3 separate regions of the Sus scrofa genome follow, and regions 2 and 3 are each linked to region 1. A link is a contact called in public HiChIP or PLAC-seq data. All regions are on one chromosome and are shown on one strand. Each heading gives the region's core, a stretch centred on a gene start, on an enhancer-like site or on the middle of the called end of the contact. The rest is flanking DNA. Distances are from core to core; before and after follow the strand shown.

Region 1 (4,218 bases), core at 1,352-3,851:
GGAAAGAATTATCACATCAATTTACACTGCCTGCTGTGAACATGGACTGGAGAAGGGTCTGTGCACTGAGCATAGGTATTATTAGCTCAATTTCATGACTGAAGAAACTGAGGATTAATGATAACTAAGATCACAGTTTGTGCATAAGGATTTGATCCCAGAGCTGTCCACCTTCTCCTCCTTTTCCTTGTATCCTACCTCTGTGATCCCAAACCAGCCCATGGAAAATGTCTCAGTTTTTTCCCAAGCAGCTGTGCCCCACCTAAATGGAAGCCTGTCCTCCTACCTTCCTATCACCCTCACCACTTACTTCCCAGATGCTCGGACAACCTGGAGCTCCCGTTCCCCGAGCCCCAGGCACTGGCTCAACTCTGGAAGCACTGAGACCAACGTCAGCTCCCCTGGTTTTCCTGGAAAGAAAAAAAAAAAAAAAAAAGGAAAAATCCAAGTTGCTCCCATTGGCAACTTTATCCCCCCATGCCTTCTCTTCACTACTTCCTCCCCTCAGAGACATCAATACCCTTCTCATTACATCTCTTTCCCCCATCCATACCTGTCACTGGCAGACCCTGTGGCTTGTTCAACGTCACCAGAGGTCCTGAAACATATATTATATAAACATCAGCAATAGCAAAAGCAGCTTACAAAGCACTTTCTCAATACATACCATCCTGTGGTCCCGCTACAACTCAGACATGACTTATCCACTACACTCTGAACTGAATTTCTTTCTGTGTCTTGCATGTACTAAGCCTGCTGCCTGCTACCCCAGGGCTTTTGCATTTGCTGTTTCCTCTGTCTGATTTTCACATGGCTGACTCCTTCATTTCATCCTGGCTCAAATGTCTCAATCCCCAATCTAATGTCGGCTCCCTTCCTGTAGTTCCTTATCATTATAATACCTTTTTTTTTCTTTTTTTTTAGGGCCGCAACTGCCGCATATGGAAGTTCACTCTAGGGGTCAAAATGGAGCTGCAGCTGCCAGCCTCAGCCACAGCAATGTGGAATCTAAGCCACAGTCTGCCCGCATCTGTGACCTACACCACAGCTGGTGGCAACGCAGGATCCTTAACCCACTGAGTGAGGCCAGGGATCAAACCAGCATCCTCATGGATACTAGTTGGGTTCTTAACCCAGGCTACAAGTGGTACTCTTTTTTTTTTTTTTTTTTTTTTTTTTGGTCTTTTCTAGGGCCGCTCCTGTGGCATATGGAGGTTCCCAGGCTAGGGGTCTAATCGGAGCTGTAGCCACCGGCCTACGCCACAGCCACAGCAAGGCCAGATCCGAGCCACGTCTGGGACCTACACCACAGCTCACGGCAACACCGGATCCTTAACCCACTGAGCAAGGCCAGGGATGGAACTCGCAACCTCACGGTTCCTAGTCAGAGTCCTTAACCACTGAGCCACGACGGGAACTTCCTGGTACTCTTATAACACCATTTTATTCATAGCACTGTTGACTAGTAAGTACCTGTTAATTTATTTCCTGGTTCATCAACTTCTCCCACTGAAATGTTGGCTCCCTAAGGGCATGAACCATATTTATCTTGTTCAGTACTATATAGCCATGTCTAGAACAGTGCCCAGAACATAGCCTATGTTCAATAAATAGTTGAGAAAATTAATAATAAATTACAGGAGACTGAGACTCAGGGAAATTATTTTCCTAAAGCCACACAACAAGCTGATTACAGAGCCGAGATATGATTTCAAAGCTTGTGTTTTGTCCATCAATAAAAACTTCATTACAGCAATTCCCATTGTGGAGTGCCTACTGTATGCAAGGTTCTCTACTTACACCCCCCACCCCCACCCCATACCCCTGTACCCATGATAGTGAGGCACTGAAGAGATTGTGTGGCTGGTCCTAACTCCAGTGGCTAGTGGGAATCAGAACCAGGATTTGACCCAGAAGCCTTTAGTAGGGAGCCCAGCCAGGTACCCGGAAGGCTAAGGTGAGAATTGCTCCCCTTCTTAATCTGTCTGCAGCCGTCCCTCCCACTCCTCACCTTTCTGGTCCACCACAGCCTCCCTCAGTACATCAACCAGCTCTTCCCGACTGAGATTCTCTGGCTGCAGCAGCCTCCGGAAAGGTTTGTCACCCAAGGAGCCCAACCGTTTGCTAGAACCTCGGGATTGCAGCTGATGCCTAGGAAAAGTAAGGTAAGCAACAGGAGAATCATAACTTCCCGAGGTGCCACCCATTCTTATTTCCAACATCTCTCTCCAAATCCTGCGGCTTCCCACAAATGCTTCCGAAAGCCTGAGTTGGGCATCCTGAAAATTCAGGTTCAACTAGCTGCATTTTACCCCGGGGAGAACTGAGGCTCAGAGAGGTCAATTGACTAACTTAGGGTCACACAGCAGGGCTAACTGCTGATCCCGCACACACCCTCATCTTGCCCCAACCTCCCTCCCGCATGAAACAGGAGGTGCGTAATCACCTGGCCTCGGTGCCAAAGCCTGCGGCCTTGGGCACTGCGCAGATCCCCAGACCCTGCCGACAGCCGCCCCAGACCTGGCCCCAGACACGGTAGCCACCCATCTCCGGTGTGAGGATAGTGCGCATGTGTCCGGAAGGGCTGCCCCGGCTCGCTCACAGCGCTCTGATTGGTCAGACTGATTGTCAATCGGAGTAGCGAGGGTCAGAGCGGCGACAAGAGGGAGCTTTGCCTTTGCTAGCAGAGGAAATGCCGAAATTCCTTTTTGTGCTTTGGGGGAAACGGTGGCACAGAGCAGAGGAGGATTTTACTCGAGGTCAGGGGTCCTGCCTTAGGACAAAGGCAGGACTAAAGGTAAAGGTTTTCTGATTACCCTTGTAATTCTTAAGAGTCGTCTTCTTTTTCCCACACCACAGCCACAGCAACACCAGATCCAAGCCGTGTCTGCAACCTACACCACAGCTCACGGCAATGTGGGATCCTTAACCCACTGAGCACAGCCAGGGATCAAACCTGCTTCCTCAGGATACTAGTCAGATTCATTTCTGCTGAGCCACTGGTGGGAACTCCCTTAGGAGTTTTCTGATTTAAAAAACAAAACCAAACAAAAAACCCAAACAAACAAAAATACCATTGTGCACGATCTTGCAAGGCAAATTGGAAAAAAAAACCCACATTCATTGGTCCAGTAACTTTGTTTTGAAGAACACAGCTAAGTGAATAATCCAAAAGGAAAAAAAGGCCAGAGGCTCAAAGAGGGTCACCACAGCATTATTTATTAAAGCGAAAACAGAACAAATAATCAAAGTGGAAACATAAATTGTCTTATGATTAGAACTGCCAGGGAAATAAATCTTATCATCACCAATTTCAACATTTTTTTTTTTTTTTTTGGTCTTTTTAGGGCTGCATCTGCGGCATATGGAGGATCCCAGACTAGGGGTCCAATAGGCACTGTAGCTGCTGGCCTACACCACAGCTCAGGGCAATGTCTCCTTAACCTACTGAGGGAGGCCAGGGATTGAACCTGCATCCTCATGGCAACTCCCGAATTTCAGCATTTTTTTAATGTTAACTTTGTGCTAGGCCTTGACATCTGTGAACCAGAAAGAGATTTTTAAGACTCAGCCCCACCCACAAGAAGTTCACCTTTAAAATAACAGCATCACAACCCACCTTGCGGAAACCCTGTGGAGATGCTGAGAGAGAGAGAGAGAAGAGTGAGGAGCCCATTGGAATTGAAGAAAGTACGGGAGTTGTGAGTGACGAGCTGTAAAGAAGTAATAGAAGATTCACCAGGAGGGAAAGGTATGGGGAGGAGGAGAGGGAGGGGGCAACCAGAGAAATAAGACATTAAATGCAATAAACCAAAGAGGAATTCCCGAGGTGGCACAACAGGATCCACACCCAGCACAGGGGGTTAAGGATCCTACATTGCCGAGGGTTCGGCTCAAATCTGATCCCTGGCCTCCCGGGAACTCCTTTTGCCACAGAGCAGCCAAAAATGGGGCGTGGGTGGGGGAGGCAAAGAATTGGGTTCCATCCGGTAGTTATAGCAATAGAAAAGTTATTTTCTATTACTTGTTTGCTAAGAGCACTGTAACTTTCAGTTCTTCTTTAGCAATAGTGAAAGACTACAAATCAAAATCCCTCAAGAGAGGAATGGCTAAGTCAGTTGTAGCACATACACATGCAGCCATTAACCGAAGACTGTATAGATCTACATGTGCAAATGTGAATCAATCTCCAGACTATACAAAATCAAAAAAACAAAG
Region 2 (3,892 bases), core at 1,155-3,654, 40 kb before region 1:
TGAACCAGCAACCTCATGGTTCCTAGTCGGATTCATCTCTGCTGAGCCACGACAGGAACTCCTGCTTGATAGTCTTTTGAACACTGTGGGCCAAATAGCGCTCATTTTTGGGCCATAGCCTCTGGTCTGTAAAATGTCCAGGGCTGGTCTAGGCACTGTGGGGGATACTTGAGGGCAGAAAACATTTCAAAGTCTTGTCCTGCTTGGAGGACCACCCAGAGCTTGACACAGAGTACCAGATCCTGGGTCCCTCTGCCCTTGACTTACATCCTCAAATGCATGTGAGCCCTCCAGCTCTAGAAGACTACCTCAGTTCTCCAAGCAAGGCACCGTGACAGGGCTTTTTGGCAGTCTCCATGGCATAGCCAAGGGGAGCTGTGGAAAAAGCCCATGTCACCCTTAATTTTTCTGCCTTGTCTAGTGCTAGGTTTTAGGGCCACTGCCTCAAAGGTCACTGCTGAATGCTGGCTGAATGAGGGTGTGCCCACAGAGTCTCCTGGGACCCAACTCCCTCCCACCCTGCAGAGATCTGAGCACAATGGCAGCTCGCCCACCTACCCACAGCAGACCTGCCAGGATACAATAATAACCACCATTCACCTCCTCTTTATTCTCTTGACAGTTCTAAACCATCTGGCTGGATTTTGTGGCCTTCCCCCTCAAGCTCCCTGTGTCTGCGAAGGCGTCCTGGAGTTACTCCCCAGAGCGGCGGTGGCAGCAGCAGTGGAGGGGAGCTGGGTTGGGGTGGGCGTTAGATGCGGGAGGGGGGTGGTATGCTTGCTAGCTGGGCAACAAAGCAGTGGACCTGCCCCAAGGCCATGTGTGCCTGGTCAGGCTGGCTTCTGATGTTCTGTCCCCTGGGCTGGGACAGGTTTTTTTTTTTTTTTAAGTCTTGAAACTTAAACTCTGTGCTTGTAGGAGACTGTAACCTTTTGTCTTTTTTTTTTTTTTTTTTTTTAAACAAACAACCTCCACCTCCAGTGGCTGTGACTGGTCCCAGTGATTGTACCTTATTGGTCGCTGTGGGTCTGGGCGGGCCTGGAGCCAGAAGGCGACTACTGTTCCTCGCCAGAGCCACCCCAGGTGGGGAGGGAGGGAGGTTTCAGACTCCACTTCCTCTCCCTCATCCTCTTATTCTGTGGATCCAGTAGAAGCGGTGGGGGCCCTCTGCCAGCTTCCTGAGCTCTGCCTGAAGATGGCCATCCAGCACTGGTTGGGGCCAAGGGCTGCACTGGTGGCCACCAGCCATGCCTAGGAGCTAGGGCCTGGAAGCTAGGCAACCTCTGGCCACAGGGGCCACTTCTTGCCCTCCCAGCTGAGAGGGGCTGCTGTTTTGCCTTGTCTGTCAGTGCAGTGCCTGTGCTAGAGGTAGAGAGGTGAGTTCTCTGGGGCTTCCAGCTGGGCCCTCCGCCTGCTGTGGCTCCTCTGCTCCCTCGCTCACTGTACCTTTTCTTATTCTGGTGGATCCTCCCTCCCCTAATTAAAGTCTCTTCTTGCCCCTCTGGGGCTGCATGAGGTCTGTGCTCTGTGTGTATATGTGAAAGGAGAGCTGGTAGGACTCGCTCTTCTACAAAACCATGTGGCTGGCATTCGGGGTCCCCACCACAGCTGTCTGATTGGCCCTTGACATTAACCTTGCCAAGGGCCCTAACCCAAGAGACCTGTATTGCAGTCCAGGCTCCTCCTGTTGCTGAAACTACGCTCTCTGCTTGTGTAGAGCTTTGGTTCTTTTCACATAAGAGATGAGCTCATTTGGAGTTCCTGCGTGGCTCAGTGGTTAATGAATCTGACTAGGAACCATGAGGTTGCGGGTTCGATCCCTGGCCTCACTCAGTGGGTTAAGGATCCGTCATTGCCATGAGCTGTGGTGTAGGTTTCAGATGAGGCTCAGATCCCACGTTGCTGTGGCTCTGGCATAGGCTGGTGGCTCAGCTCCAATTAGACCCCTGGCCTGGGAACCTCCATATGGCACAGGTGCAGCCCTAGAAAAGACCCCCCCAAAAAGTTTGAAATTCAATTCCTCAGTCCCACTAGTGTTCCATAGCTACTGGTGGGTAATGCCTCCCCTGTGACCCAGTAGATAGAACATTTCCCTTATCGTAGCAAGTTCTAGTAGACAGCACTAAATCTTAGTGACATCTTCAAGTAAAAGAAAAAAACTCCAAAACCAAAACACTGTTTGAGTCCTGATTCTTGCTGCTGAATTTAAGCAGGTTATTTATATTGTCTCAGTTTTTTAATCTCTAAATGGAGATAATGTAAATTTAACATAGTACCTGCCATATAGGTACTGAATAAACAACTGATCTTTCCACCAGCCCAGTATTCAAGCTGTTTGGTAACTTCCATTGCGCTAGGCATTGGGGGGGGGGGTGACATTATCCCTGTCTTGGGAGGGGACAATACAAAGGCTGGGTGTGTAAATAGCTGCACTGAAGTGTTTCATAATCACTAATGTAAGCCTTTGGGTGCCAAGAAAGGGTGTATTTATGGAAAAGGAAGTTGGGGAGAGGTTCAGAGGGTTGGCTTTTGAGCTGAGCTTTCAAAAGTTTCTTGCTTTAGGCCAAAAGGTCTCTTGGAACAGGACAAGGTGATGTTAAAAGGAGGAGGGGCTGTGGGTGGGGGCAGCTTGAAAGCTATTATCCCCTTTATGACATTGCCTCAGGCACATGGCTATTTCCTAGTTTCCAGCGAATGTAAAGGAGCTCACAGTGAAGCTGGATGTCCACTAGAATTTGGCAGTGGCTCACTCCACCCTCACTGGACAGCACTGCCTGTGTGAGCCAGAACTCTGATTTGTCACAGGTCTATCTCCCAAGGTTTAGAGCCCATAAAACCAAATCTACCAGTTGATGAGTACTGACTGGATGGTTGCCAATCAGCTAACCCTCTCCTGAGGACATGCCTTTTGGAAAGCCCAGTCACCAGCCAAAGGTTTGGAAAGGGTGATCTCAGTGGTAGATGTTGGCTGGACAGCTGAGCAGATGGCCCATCTTTGCTGTATGAGCAGATGTACAGTGACCAAACAAAGCTGGATTCTTAGATGCTGCTAGAGTTGCCCTCTCAAACTGTCCATTTGGTATTTACATGACCAATAGACAACAGTTCTGAGTGACAATGTGGACTTGTGTTTAATACTGTTTAAGTGTGGAGCTTTGGAGTTGGACCTGGGGTCCAGTGCTGCCTCTGCCGTGTGATTTAAGGCAAATGATTTAACGTCTTAGTGCCATATTTATCTCACCTGTGAGATTTGAGGGTAACACTTTCCTAGTATCTCCAAAAAGATTTCTTACAGTTTTGTCTTGAGGGCTGTTGCATGACTTCTATTTTTTTCTGCAGGTGACTCAAATGATGATTTTTTTTTTTCTATTTCCAAGTTATTTGTGGGGGTAAGGGGGTGCATTATGCACTTGACTGCCCTGGCTTTTAAATCTACCCTATAAGGACCTTACCCTAACCCCATCTGCCAGGCCCTGAAGATTTGATCCCCTGTCACCAGGCTACTGGCTTCCTTTTGGTTCCCCAGAAAGGTTTTTACCTTCTTCAGTGCTGTTGCTGAGACTTTTCTCTCCTTGGAATGCTGTACCTCCCCTGGCCTACTCCTTGCTACCTTTGCATTCAGTAGGCCTCAGCTAAATGGCATCTCTTTAGAAAAGACAACCTTGAGCACCTTATCCAAAGTATGCCCCCTTCCTGGTTTCAGTTGATTGTTTGTTCATTGCTCTCACATACCTTACAGCTATTTTATTCCTTTGTTGCTTGCTTCTTGTTTGTTTTCCCTCCACTGGGCTGTAGGCTCCGGGACCATGTCTAGCTCGTTCTTCCGGCCCCCAGCATCTAACCCATCGCCTAGCACAAGGTCCTCTGTGAATACTGTGTAATGAGTGAAGCC
Region 3 (4,207 bases), core at 278-2,777, 61 kb after region 1:
AGTTAGAAGGCTGCTGCAGTCATCCAAGAGAGTGAGGTCATGGTCAAGCAACCAGAGGCTTAGGGGCAGTAACATTAGCTGATACTTGAGCACTTACTATGCCCAGCATTGCGTTCAGTGCTTTATTTATATTAATACATGTAGTTCTCACAATAATCTTAGGAAGTAGATACAATTGTTATTTCAGTTTTACAGAGGTGAAATGAGACAGAAAGTGAAGTCATTTAGTCAAAGTCACACACAACATCTATGTATGATCTTTGTTCATACACTGGCTCTGACCCTATGAGCTGTGGAGTTGGGGTAAATCACATTCTCTGAGCCTCAGTTTTCTCCATCATGAAGTGGGGGGCCTCTAACAAGCCTGTCTTCTCCCCTGGGTCTCCTAGACACCCACCAGCGCTGGGCCCTGGTGTGGCTGGCCTGCTTACTTTTTGCCGCTGTGCTTTTCCTTCTCCTCCTTGTCAAAAAGGACCACGTGAAAGGTGAGCGATTCCCCAGGGGCTGGACTCCTCAAGTGGGCCTGGGAGCTGGCCAGGAGAAGGCGGCAGCTGGGCTCACCAGCTGCCTCCGCTCCTCTCCCCTAACAGGGTGGCTGAGGCTCTTGAAGGAGGACGGTCTTGAAGGGGGTGAGTGTGAGCCAGAGCCGCGGGTGGCGGCCCCCGGGCAGACCGGGCCTCCGGCCAGCTCATGTCTCCCCTCCCACTCTGTTTTATCCTGCAGCGGCTGCCGCCAGGAGCCGAGTGGCTTTGCTCCTCTACTCCCCGACGACGCAGGCTTCGAGCGCCTCGTGGCGCCCTGGCGTCAGCGCTGTGTCAGCTGCCGCTGCGCGTGGCCGTGGACCTGTGGAGCCGCCGCGAACTGAGCGCACAGGGGCCCCTGGCCTGGTTCCACGCGCAGCGGCGCCAGACCCTCCAGGAAGGCGGCGTGGTGGTCCTGCTCTTCTCGCCAGGGGCCGTGGCCATGTGCCACGAGTGGCTGCAGGATGCGGCGTCAGCGCCCGGGGCACACGGCCCGCACGACGCCTTCACCGCCTCGCTCAGCTGCGTGCTGCCAGACTTCTTGCAGGGCCGGGCACCCGGCCGCTACATCGGGGCCTACTTCGACAGACTGCTGCCCCCGGACGCCGTGCCCGCCCTGTTCCGCAGCGTGCCGGTCTTCTCACTGCCCTCACAGCTGCCCGACTTCCTGGGACCCTACAGGGGCCCGGCGCCCTCCGCTCGAGGCGGCTCGCGGAGAGAGCGGATCAAGTGTCCCGGGCCCTGCAGCCCGCCCTGGACAGCTGCTTCTGGTCACAGGAGACCGCGGGGACGGGAAGCGGGATGGGGCCAGAGGCAGGGGACAGGACTTGAATAAAGGCAGGAGCTATTTTTCTACTCATGTCTCCCACGCGTGTCTCTGTAACCCAGCGGCAAATCAGGACTGCCGCGCTCAACCGGTATCCCCGCGGCCCTTTAACAACCCCGACAGGTGCAGCCCGTAGACGCTTCTGGTTGGCTGGCATAGGGTGACGCAATGGCACTTGGCCCACCACTATTGGCTGTGGCGCGGGTTCCGCCCTCACAACTGCGGAGCCAGCGGAGGGTGCACGTCTTACGCAGCGGGCGGCAGCGGCGGCGTTGGGGAGGCTGAGCTGTTGGCGCCTGCGGGCTGGGTGGGTCGTCTTTTTCTCTCTCACAGCCTTCCTGGATCTGGATCCTTCCTTGCCCGCTCGTGGGCCGTGCCTCTGGCCTTTGCAGGCCTCGAACCTGACCTTTTCTCTTCATATCCGGATCCAGGCTCCTCCCCAGCCCCCAACCGGGGTTCCGGACTTCTCCTCCCAAGAACGTCCATCACTGGCGTCCTCTCCCCCAGTGCTTTGGAATCTGACCTTTTTTCCCTAATATCGCTGATCCGGCCCCTGGGAACCACATTCAGACCCTAAAACAACAGTCTGACTCCTATCCTCTTGCCAAGGATCCAAGCCACCTCCCCCCACGGTGACAGGATAACTTATTCCCACCCTGGAATTGCAGAATAGCGTCCTTTCCCCAACCATCTCCTTTCCCTCGGCCTTACCCCAGTCTAGCCTTCTTTTTAACAGATCTGGGGTCCGAGACCCACAGCACCTCAGAACCCACCCTTTTCTTTCTCATTTGGCTCCTCCAGCGAACCTTCTCCATGTCGTCTATCTACAGGTACCCAGTCTGGGAAAAGATGGCCCCACGGCCACCGAAGGGCCTAGCCCCAGCTCTGCTCTGGGTCCTGAGCCTTTTCATTGGCCTCCCAAGCCCAGTTTTGGTTCAGCCCTCTCCTCCTCCCCAATCTTCTCCCCCTACTGAACCTCATCCATGTCATACCTGCCGGGGACTGGTGGACAGCTTCTACAAGGTGGGTGCACCAGTGTAATGGGAGGGGTCCAGCTACTATGGCATAGGGGTTGAGGTCTGGGCACTCTGGAATACAAGTCTTCATGAAGTCAAGTTACGGTTTGGTTACTCACTGGTTGTATGGTCTTGAGCAAATTGCCTCTCGGTGTCCCAGTTTCCTTGTCAATGAAATACAAATGTTAGAATGTGCCAGGCACTTTACATAGCTATTCCCAACTTCCTCCATTTCCAGGGCCTGGAGAGAACCATCCGGGACAACTTTGGAGGCGGAAACACTGCCTGGGAGGAAGAGAAGTTATCCAAATACAAAGACAGGTAAGGAGGAGGCTGGAGGGGCGGGTTTATATACCTCACATCCCAATCTCTGCTCTGCTAGTGGAGGCCTGGAGACAGTTGGGGAGCACTTATTCAGCAAATATCACTGAATATCTGTAGGACAGCACTAAACAAAACAGGGAACATCCCTTCTTCAAGGAGCTTACATTCTAGTAGAGGATACAGACAGTGAATAAGTAAATAAAAAATGTCAAATCAGGGGAAGAACAATAAAACAGGGTGGACAACAGAATGGTGCTCAACACATGACATTCAAACAGAGACCCACGATGAAGAAGCAAACTGTGTAACAATCAGGAAAGGATTTGGACAGTCAGTGAGACTGACTTGGTGTATATGAGAGGTGGCTGAATTTGGAGTGAGCAGAAAGGAGAATAGTGGAAGGTGAAGACAGAGGGTCTTGAGGGCCACAAAAAGGAGTTTAGATTTCATTCTGAGTGTGGTAAAAAGTCATTGGAGGAGTTCCTGTCGTGGTGCAGTGGTTAACAGATCTGACTAGGAACCATGAGGTTGCAGGTTCGATCCCTGGCCTTGATCAGTGGGTTAAGAATCTGGCGTTGCCGTGAGCTGTGGTGTAGGTCGCAGACTTGGCTCAGATCCCGACTTGCTATGGCTCTGGCATAGACCGGTGGCTACAGCTCCAATTAGACCCCTAGCCTGGGAACTTCCATATGCCACGGGAGCAGTCCTAGAAAAGACAAAAAAAAAAAAAAATTTTATTTATACTTTTTTTTGACTGTGCCCATAGCATGCAGAAGTTCCCAGGCCAGGGATTGAACCTGTGCCATGACACTGACAATGCTGGATCCTTAACCCACTGAGCCACCAGGGAATTTCTATTTATACTTTTAAAAGGTTACTCACAGACCTTAGGGGTCACGGGTGGAAGAGCAAGAAGACCAGCTGGGAGGCTAGTGCACAGTCTAGGTATGACAGCGGTGGTGGGCCATGGTGAGACGAGGTCAGATAATGGGTATATTCTGCAGATAAACTGATAGGACTTGATGATGGATTCATTATGGAGTAGGAGATAGAAAGAGTAGAGTTAAAGGTGCTCACTAGGTTTTGAGACTGAGCAACTGGGTGAATAGTGGGACTGTTTTCTGAGATGGGAAAGGAGAAGGTCTAGGGAATCAGGCATTTGCATTGAGCATGTTGGGCTGAGATGTCTGTTAAACAGTTGAGTAGTTAGGTTTAGGAGTCAGGAGTTCAGGGAAGATGTAGGGCTGGAAACATGAATGACAGTCACCAGCATATAATCAGTGTATAAAGCCATTGGACAGAATGAGATTATATTGAGAGGCCTGAGCCCTAGGTCAAACTGAGGAGAAGGAATCAGCAAGGCTTGGAGTTAGACCAGGTTTTCAGTTCTGACCCTTTGTACCTTAGGGAAAGTCACTTCACCTTGGTGATCCTCAGTTTCTTCATCTGTAAAATGGGAATATTAATACCAATTGCCTATTTCATAGGGTTGTGGTAAGGATTAAACTATGATGCCAGAC

The links. HiChIP or PLAC-seq counts read pairs in DNA pulled down with a chosen protein or histone mark.
Region 2: a contact with region 1 is called in an H3K27ac HiChIP or PLAC-seq map of alveolar macrophages. The contact joins the promoter of TTLL3 here to the promoter of RPUSD3 in region 1. A contact is called at or near these places in 1 of 5 promoter capture datasets (liver), 5 of 47 Hi-C or Micro-C datasets (embryonic fibroblasts, heart right ventricle, liver and 2 more) and 2 of 2 datasets of contacts at active chromatin or transcription factors (alveolar macrophages and skeletal muscle).
Region 3: a contact with region 1 is called in an H3K27ac HiChIP or PLAC-seq map of skeletal muscle. The contact joins the promoter of CRELD1 here to the promoter of RPUSD3 in region 1. A contact is called at or near these places in 1 of 5 promoter capture datasets (liver), 3 of 47 Hi-C or Micro-C datasets (fetal heart ventricle, heart right ventricle and liver) and 2 of 2 datasets of contacts at active chromatin or transcription factors (alveolar macrophages and skeletal muscle).

The regions. Positions count from the first base shown.
Region 1 is chr13:66,131,173-66,135,390 of Sscrofa11.1, forward strand. It overlaps RPUSD3 (RNA pseudouridylate synthase domain-containing protein 3), which reads right to left and starts at 2,602. Exons shown (of 9, transcript XM_013981960.2): 1 at 2,447-2,602; 2 at 2,012-2,151; 3 at 554-598; 4 at 311-410. The coding sequence starts at 2,571. It overlaps LOC106505669 (a long non-coding RNA gene), which reads left to right and starts at 2,638. Exons shown (of 3, transcript XR_002337652.1): 1 at 2,638-2,797; 2 at 3,530-3,751.
Region 2 is chr13:66,091,665-66,095,556 of Sscrofa11.1, forward strand. TTLL3 (tubulin monoglycylase TTLL3) reads left to right here and starts at 2,405. Exons shown (of 11, transcript XM_021069309.1): 1 at 2,405-3,892. ARPC4 (actin related protein 2/3 complex subunit 4) reads left to right here. Exons shown (of 7, transcript NM_001206535.1): 7 at 623-2,316. The coding sequence ends at 628.
Region 3 is chr13:66,193,268-66,197,474 of Sscrofa11.1, forward strand. CRELD1 (cysteine-rich with EGF-like domain protein 1) reads left to right here and starts at 1,528. Exons shown (of 12, transcript XM_001928892.5): 1 at 1,528-1,654; 2 at 2,178-2,370; 3 at 2,602-2,684. The coding sequence starts at 2,197. It overlaps IL17RC (interleukin-17 receptor C), which reads left to right. Exons shown (of 13, transcript XM_021069809.1): 12 at 724-1,291; 13 at 1,410-1,483. The coding sequence ends at 1,483.